Regions from separate parts of the Zea mays genome. Here region 2 is linked to region 1. Evidence: chromatin contacts called from public Hi-C data. All regions are on one chromosome and are shown on one strand. Each heading gives the region's core, a stretch centred on a gene start, on an enhancer-like site or on the middle of the called end of the contact. The rest is flanking DNA. Distances are from core to core; before and after follow the strand shown.

Region 1 (4,284 bases), core at 184-2,683:
AAAAGCCTACCATGAGATGAGGATACTGCCTCGTGTTTTGATTCCTCGACTGCCCCTTGGTTTTAGGGTTGGAAGTCGAATTGTGGTTGCCGGTGAACTTTTGCTGCTTGTCAGAGAACATCTCACTACTATAATATGGATAGTGTGACCAACTAGTCTGGTTCTGATAGCTGCCAGAACGCACACTAGACCGGCCATATGAACCATTGGAACCTGGCATGTTCCGGTCTGTCTTCAGCACCGAATTTGAATTTTTCAAACCTTTCACCTCATCCACACCAATAGTAGATACATCCGTTTGCGGCGCTGGAGTCAATTTCTCACTTATACCATTGGATGACAGCTTGGCAGTAGAGTTCTGTTGCTTGGTGTATGTCGACGGGTACTGGTAATTCTGAGACCCATAAATCTGACCATCATGCCCCATGGTTGCAACACCATATGGAGCATAGCCATAGTACATGTCAGCATAGGTACCCTGAACAATACATGAATAAAGAATTTATTTTCAACCAATCAAAATACGCTCAAAGCACATGGAAATCAAGAAGTAACATTTAGTATGGGTGAAGATGAGAATAATTATTATTCGAATGAATACAATCTCCAGGTTGCAATAAACGAAAATAAAGATACTATTATCTGAACACATATCAAACAAAGAAAGGAGAATCACTGACAGCAGTTGGTGTCTGTGCTCCATCATGGCTCAGGTATGGGTACTCCCCCCAGCCACCATAGGCTGCAGATTATAAAAAAAGAACGTTGAACGAACTGTCCATAGAAATTCAAGCACCAAACACTCAAGAAACGAACCAAACAGATCATTACCTCCATAGGCATAAGCCGGGTAAGCACCATAATACATGTTACCGTCCTTGTAGTCCTGCACCTGCAGGTTCTCCGCCCCCGGCTGCAAGCTCCCTACGGCGGCGGCGGCCACGCCCTTGGCCGGAGGCGCGTCCTTGTAATCCTGCACATGCAGACTCTCCATCGCCGGCTGGAGGCTCTCTACCGCGGCCTTGGCCGGAGGCGCGTCCTTGTAGTCCTGCACATGAAGAGTCTCCATCCCCGGCTTCAAGCTGCCTACAGCCGCCATCACGCCCTTGGCCGGAGCCTGAAACGGTCGAAACAGCATACATGGCGTCAGATCGTCCAGCCCAGGTTGCGGATCTAGTAAAGTCCATATCTCCTCGCGAAGAAGCTAGGGGTTTAGTAGACATAAGACAGCCAAATAGCTTGAGGTTAGAGTGTGGGAACTCGGTTTCGCAACGCAGACAGGGGAGAGGAGGGCGTGGGAGGGAATACTTGGTGGGCGCTCTTCGCCGGCGAAGAGATGGGCACCTAGCGTAGGGCGGCGGCGGTAGCCTACCCAGTCGTCGCTGACAGGGGAGGGAATGAAGGATAGTGAAGCGCGGACGGACGGCGGCTGGGCAGCAGAAAGGGAGGAGGGTTTAGGGTTACTTTGCAGTATATATTTCCGCCTCGTTGGTTGTGGTTGGGCCTTTAACGGGCCTTCTTTGAGACGCGCCGGCCCGGTCTGTAGCCCTGTCCCTGTACGCATGTGACGGGTTAACGGGCCTAATAGGAGAGTTTTTCCACGTTTTTTTAGTTTCTTTTTTTTTTCTCTCACCTTTTACTCACTGCCCTAATTTGGTACTTATTCTCCATGGACACCATCTTTGGAAGCATTGGTTTCAAATAAGTGAAACAACAGTATTTTTAGCGCATTGCGAATAAATATATGGAACATTTTTCTATATATTTCATTAAGCACGGAAAATTCTCGCAATTTGAAACTTTTGTAAAAATACTCAATCATAGAACATCTTCGTGTTTGGGAGGGGGTTACTTGTAGTTGTAGGTGCTGCCGGAATGTGGCCTTAAGTTATCTAAGCTTACTCGCCTAACCTCCTATGACACCTCTATCTTGTATTGCATCTCTTATTTCAAATTTTAATCTATAGACAATGCAAATTGCAGTATACAATATTGTTTTGTACGAGCATATAAGTGATATGCTAGTCATAACCTTAAGTTGATGGAGTTGCGGATGCTAGAGACAGTCTACAGAGGCGGTGAGTAAGCTGTCAGGAACGATCGCCAGGCCTAGATATGCGACTGTTTAGAGCCTCAAAAACTACTATCGCCAAATCTCTATTTAACACTAATTAACAAAGTTTTTATTTAAGTGAAAAAGAAAAATACTAGACAAGCTAAGGAATTGTTTATCTTGCTTATGCTTAGACGCTAAGATCACTAAGATAAGTATAAATTGATGCAATAAACATACATTGAAACTTTATTATTGCGTGGAAGTGTGATTTGCTTATATCTCTACTATTTGTTAAGCCAATAGTGTAGACCATAACACCGAACTAGATCAAAATAACAAAATTTATGTATAGCTAGGATTACAAATAAATTACGAAACTTTTTTCTCATATCATAACAGTATAATAGACATTTGTATATAAGTTACACATTTGTACATAAGTTATTAGGGAATTATATATTCCTGTTGCAAGGTACAAGCACTCATCTAATTGTGTTATAAATTCTAGATCTTTGTTACACATTGTTTACATGGCCTCTAATTGCTACGCACGGCACTGACGGCGGCAGGAGGGCAATAGGCAGGAGAGCATCCCGAAAGTGAAGAAAAAGAAGCAGCATAGTACTGATACGTACACTGTTGGATTAATTAGGATATAATGGTTACTGTTCATGGACTGAAAATAACATTTCCTCATAAAGAATTCAAACACCAACAATAAAATTTAATTTGCTTTCCTTGTTGTCTCATGCTCGATGGCTATTTAATAAACGGTAAAATATGTCGATGTCGAGTATACATGTCAAATAGGTCGACACGACAGTGGGCTCGTGTCCCGGCACAAGGACGGTCTGGCCCGGCCCGACTAGAAGCGTGCCTGGGTCGGCCTGGCCCGATAGCCGGGCTGGGCTTGGGCCGGCCGTCTGGCCCGCAGTGCAGGCATGGGCGCGACACGATTAAAGGGTAGGCACGGTTATGGCCGTTTGAGGGACTGTTTTTGTAACGGTCAATCTGCTTTTAGCTATAATATTGATGATTTTGTTATTATATGAGAGCCTTCTGAATTGTGATATGTGTTTAGGGATGAAAACGGTCGGTAAACGCTAAAACCATTATCGTTTTCATATTTTTTATCGGAAACAAAATCGAAAACGGTAACTCCGGAAACAAAAACGTTATCGGTATTTCGGAAACATCGGAAACGAAAGTTCGGTGCGGAAAATACACCGGTAACGGTCGAAATCTAAAATACGATCGGTAAACATATCAAACTTCACAATACAACAAAGTTGACAAAAAATCACAAAAACCACAAGTTCACAATTCATGATATAACAAGTTCACATGGATCACAAATTTATAATATAAAAAGTTTACAAAGATCACAAGTTTATAATATAACAAGTTCACAGTATAAAAAGTTCATAAAGATCACAAGTTCACAGACTCAACGTTCACAATTCACAATATCCACTCGATTTAGCTGACATGGCATGGTTACTCATGAAATATTTTTTCCTCACATAAAGAGTTTTTTCACTGCCTTCCAACACCATCTATCCCAAAAAAATCTTAAGGCGTCCAAAAAATACAAAAAAAAGTAATCCTTATCCAGAGGCGTACAGGCGATCCGAAAAAATCACATGCTGGAAAATTCTGAAAAAAAATTCTAAGACACAATTCCGGAAAATTCCGAGACACAAATCCAGTAAACGAAGGAAACAGTCGGTAAAACACCACGCCGATTCCGATAGGAAATTCCAAAAACCGATTCTGTTTCCGAAAAATACCGTTACCGGTGAATCCGATTGAAAAATTTCGAAACCGGTTTCCGGAATACCAAAAAATTCTGAAACTGTTTTCATCCCTATTTATATGTGTATCTGAAATTCTTTGTCTAAGTATGTATCTAAAATTATAGGTATAATTAATTGAATCTAACATAAATTTAAATATTACATTTAAATTCTAAATTTTAGAGTGCTTTTTTTACGGGTCCGGACCCGATAGACCCGTCGTGTCTACGGCTCGACACGACCCATGTAAGAATAATCGTGCCAGGCCTGGACCGCATCAGCCAGCCCACGGACCGACTCGATCCGGCACGATACTGAAACGTGCCATGCTTAGACTGGTGTCCCTCGTGTCGGGCCCAACCGTGTCTGGGCTGGGCTAGACCCGCACGGCCCGTTGGACATGTATACTGTCGAGCATGCTCGACGGTCGAC
Region 2 (4,265 bases), core at 1,472-3,971, 360 kb after region 1:
ACCCCCGTGTCGGCGGCTCAACACGTGTCCGGGGGGTCGGCGCCATAGATCTTGGCGCCGACCCCCTGTATTCAACCTCTGTCGACCTTCTGTGCAAAAAAAATTGAACTCACCGCCGCCGCACAGACCCCGCGCCGGCGCTGCTCCTTCCCCGGCCCGCGCTACTCCCCGGCGGCGCTCCACCACCGGCCGGCGCCGCCCCGCCCGTCACCGGCCGCCGCCGCCCCGCCCGCCCCCGGCCGGCGCCGCTCCTCCACCGGCCGGCGACGCCAAGCCCGTCCCCGCCCGGCGCCGCTCCTCCCCGGCCGGCGACGCCCCGCCCGCACCCGGTCGGCGCCGCTCCTCCCCGGCCGGCGACGCCACGCCCACACCCGGCCGGCGCCGCTCCTCCCCGTCACCGGCCGCCACGCCCACACCCGCACGCCACCGCCCCGCAAGCGCCCCCGCCGCCCCGCCCGGCGCCGCTCCTCCCCCGACCGGCGCCGCCCGGACACGCCACGCCCGCCCCCCGGCAGCCCCGCCACGCCCGCCCCCCAGCAGCCCCGCCAGCCCTGACCGCGCCGCCGCCCCGACACGGCCGGACGCCTCCCACCGCCGCCGCACGGCCGTCGACCCGTTCCGGGCGCGCTCCTCGGTCGCGCTCGCTCCTCGCCCGCGTCGTCGACGTTCATCCCCGACCGTTTAGGTAAATTTTATATGGTTTTTGTTTATTGTGCAAGCATTTTGTGTTAATTATGTTAAATTGTTTTGCTATAATTTTGTGCATGCATGGCGAGGATTGCTTGGTGCAGATGTTCGTTGAGGGTGGAATTGATGGAGGCCGGCGTTTCTTCAGATGTCCTTATGCATATGTACAAATTAATTTCTAGTCCTTTTTCTAAATACTTTTGTTGTTCAGTGAAACTAACTATAAACATTTATGCAGCATTCATTGGTCAAGGAGAATTGTGGGTTCACTCGTTGGGTAGATCCTCGTCCAATTTTTCCTCATGCGGAATACATATCCTACCTACAGAATAGGATATTTGATCTAGAGAGAGAAGTAAGCAACAAAAATGATGAGGAAGAAAGAGACACAAACAATGGTGGTGCTTCACAGGTGCAAGTATGCCCAGATCCATATTGTTGCTGCCCTTGTCACAACAAGAATGTTGGTCCTCCGTCGTCTCCACCGCACCCACAGCAGACACCAACAATGGGAGGATACTATGGGGAAGGCTCAACTCAATTTGGAATGTGGGAGCACTACTAGAAAACTCTTATGTATCAATTGCTTTTAGCGTGTTGGTTATCTATTTCAATTGCTTCAAGTCGCCTTCAAGAATTGCTTTAAATCTACTTTTCATCAATTATGTATTTATGTAATTTTTCATCAATTTGAAGGTAATTCATTACGAAATATCATTGTTCGACAATACATATTACCGAATAATAAGTTCATTATTACATAACTTCAAATAAAACACCAATACTACTGAGTACAACGGGGCCATTTGCCTTTGCGAAATGCATCAGGGTTCTCCTCCATTGCTTCCTTTGCACGACGTGCACGCTCAAGCTTCTTCTCCTTATCTTCCCTGCATTCAGCAACACGCCTCATTTTCTCTTCGTCTTCACGTTGTTGCTCGGCAGCAAGCTCCTCTCGTCTTTTTTTCATCCTCTCTTTGTCCTCTGCATCCCACTTTTGAAGATTCTCCAGCCACTTCTTATCTTTCTCTGATATTTCGGTGTCAATCCACTGCTCAAAATCACATAGCGGTGGAGGAGTCTACAAAATGTGCAATTATTAGTACGCAAAAAAACATTTACAAAAACATTCACAAATGTAAACATATTACAAGACTATTCTCACCATTAAATTCATCCGACGTTGAACAACAGTTGGCTCAAATGCAAAGTTAGCACACATCCAATACCTCTGTCGATAGGTGTCATGATCTTCAGACTTATCGACCTTACAAGGATCACCACAAAAACACATAGGCACTGGAACACCACTTGGCAAAGGCAGCGGGTCGAAGGCAGTTCCGGTCAAAGGACCCTTCCTAAATTTCCATAAACTCTATAACAATCAGAAATATAATAGACTCACAAAATAAGAGGCAGATCCAAAACTTACCTTTGTTTAGCATATTTACCACGCCTAGACATCTCTAGTTTAGAAGAATTGAAATGAGCACAGCAACAAGCCAGACGTAGGGTACTATTTATAGGAACGTACCTCGGCGCCATAGATCTTGGCGCCGAGGTAGGCGTCGTTGACCGGGCGCCTACCTCGGCGCCAAGATCTATGGCGCCGAGGTACGTGCCACGTCAATCCAGATCACACCGGCGTCTGACGTATAAGCGCCAATAGTATTGGCGCCGGCACACACATGCTCGGCGCCAATGATGACGGCGCCGAGCTAAGGGTCCATTTTTTGAAATGAAACTGCCAGGGGCATAAATGTGGGAAAAAAACCCGAAAAGGGCCAAATTGCAAAAAAGTTGGGGTTTTCGGGGAGTCGGGGTGGTGAATGGAAAGGATAGAGTACTGTTAGCATGGTCCCACTGATCAGATAGGTAAACACTGTTCTGCCCTGCTCGTCCCACCAGTCCAACAAATCAGCGTGGGGAAGGGGGCGCGTCACGGGTGTGTTTGGTGGGCCCAATATGGCAGGGAGAGAAACATGGGGGGTCGTTGCGCTGCGCCCAATCTTGCTTCCAACATCTCCGGCCCATCGCCCGTGCTCTGCACTGTCTCGCCTCCGACCTCCGCGCCCTCTCAAGGTCTCACCGGAGACCGCGCTGCGGTCCGCGGGCTTTGGGTAGCGCGGGATGGCCTCCGTGGGGTGGGCTGCACGCGACGCGTACGACGAGGAGGCCGCAGTCCGCCGCCCTCTCGAGCTCGAGGGCCGTGGCGTCGCCGCATCGTCCTCCGACCACCGGCCCGGCGGTGAGCTCGAGGCGCTCTCTTCTATGACTTGGTAGCCATCTGGTTTCCTGGGATCTGGGACGGGCTTGCGGCTTTGGGTTCTCGCGCTGGGGGGGATTTCAGCGTGTCGTTAGATTTCGTGTGGTGGAACAGGAGATCGAGCTGAATTGGGGAGAGGAAATGGGTGGCGGAGAGCCTGCTTGGCGGAGGTAGCCTGTTCTGTCTTCTGGCCGCTAGCGTTGTGCGACTGGGATCGTCAGTTAGCGCAATGCAGCAGCAGCTGCTGTCTGCTGGCTGCAATTTTTGTAAATTGGAGCTGGGTGAGCGGTGCATGGTGTCATTCCCCATATTGAGTGAATTGGTGCACAGAGAAGATTATGCTGGGACGTGAAGGCCACGTCGCCGTTGAAATGCTGCACAGTGGAATCTAGCTAGTTAAGTAAAGCTTTTAGGCCCGGTTTGAATGCACTAGAGCTAAGGTGGTGTTTGGTTCATTCAAGGGAGCGCCAACGGTAATACAATCAGCTCCCACGGGTATTTGTTGCGTTGCATGCATTAGCGCTATCTATTTGGTAACTATAGGTATTCACCATGGGATCAAGCAGTAACAGCACCAGAGGAGGGGTAGTGCACTTACGCCTCGATCCACATGGCCTTAACTGCTCGCGCTGTGATTTGTTATGGAGTCATCTAACCAAACACCGAATAAGGGATCTGGATACGACGTGAATCGCTGGGGCAGTAAAACGCGAACTAAACAGGTCCTAATAATTAGCCGCTAAAATTAGCTAAAAACATCTAAACAGTCTAGCTAATAGTTCAGCTATTAGCTACTTTTAGCAAATTAGCTAATAGCTAGCTAGCTATTTGTTAGCTAGATAATTCTACTAACAAATTTTTAGCTGACTAACTATTAGCTCTAGTACATTCAAACAATGTTCTTAAGGAGTGTTTGAATGCACTAGAGCTAATAGTTAATTAGATAAAAATTGCTAGTGGAATTAGTTAGCTAACAAATAGCTAGCTAACTATTAGCTAATTTGCTAAAAGTAGCTAATAACTGAACTATTAGCTAGACTGTTTGATTGTCTCAACTAATTTTAGCAGCTAACTATTAGTTTTAGTGCATTTAAACACCCTCTTAGTAGGATGTTTCTCTTAGCCACATGTTTTTTTTTTTCAAAATTCAAACCACAATCCATTGCTTAAATAGTTAGTGGTCCCAATTTTGCTTATCTCAGCGTCAGTATTGTCTCAAACGGTGTTACCTATTGTAGGGAATGTCATGCCTAGGTATCAAGTGGGCTCGACAAAGGGTGATTCAAGTAGTAGACGACACTCTGAGGAGTGG

Evidence for each region. A called contact is a pair of places that touch in the nucleus more often than the background predicts.
Region 2: a contact with region 1 is called in a Hi-C map of ear, with 1.4 times the contacts expected there. The contact joins the promoter of LOC100273543 here to the promoter of LOC100191952 in region 1. A contact is called at or near these places in 2 of 25 Hi-C or Micro-C datasets (bundle sheath and ear).

The regions. Positions count from the first base shown.
Region 1 is chr7:8,488,595-8,492,878 of Zm-B73-REFERENCE-NAM-5.0, forward strand. It overlaps LOC100191952, which reads right to left and starts at 1,434. Exons shown (of 8, transcript NM_001137376.1): 1 at 1,309-1,434; 2 at 832-1,117; 3 at 681-742; 4 at 11-478. The coding sequence starts at 1,099.
Region 2 is chr7:8,849,268-8,853,532 of Zm-B73-REFERENCE-NAM-5.0, forward strand. LOC100273543 (Folate-biopterin transporter 1 chloroplastic) reads left to right here and starts at 2,722. Exons shown (of 9, transcript NM_001147961.1): 1 at 2,722-2,935; 2 at 4,192-4,265. The coding sequence starts at 2,818. It overlaps LOC109940949, which reads right to left and starts at 2,469. Exons shown (of 3, transcript XM_020541347.1): 1 at 2,120-2,469; 2 at 1,853-2,045; 3 at 1,392-1,768. The coding sequence starts at 2,232. The coding sequence ends at 1,472.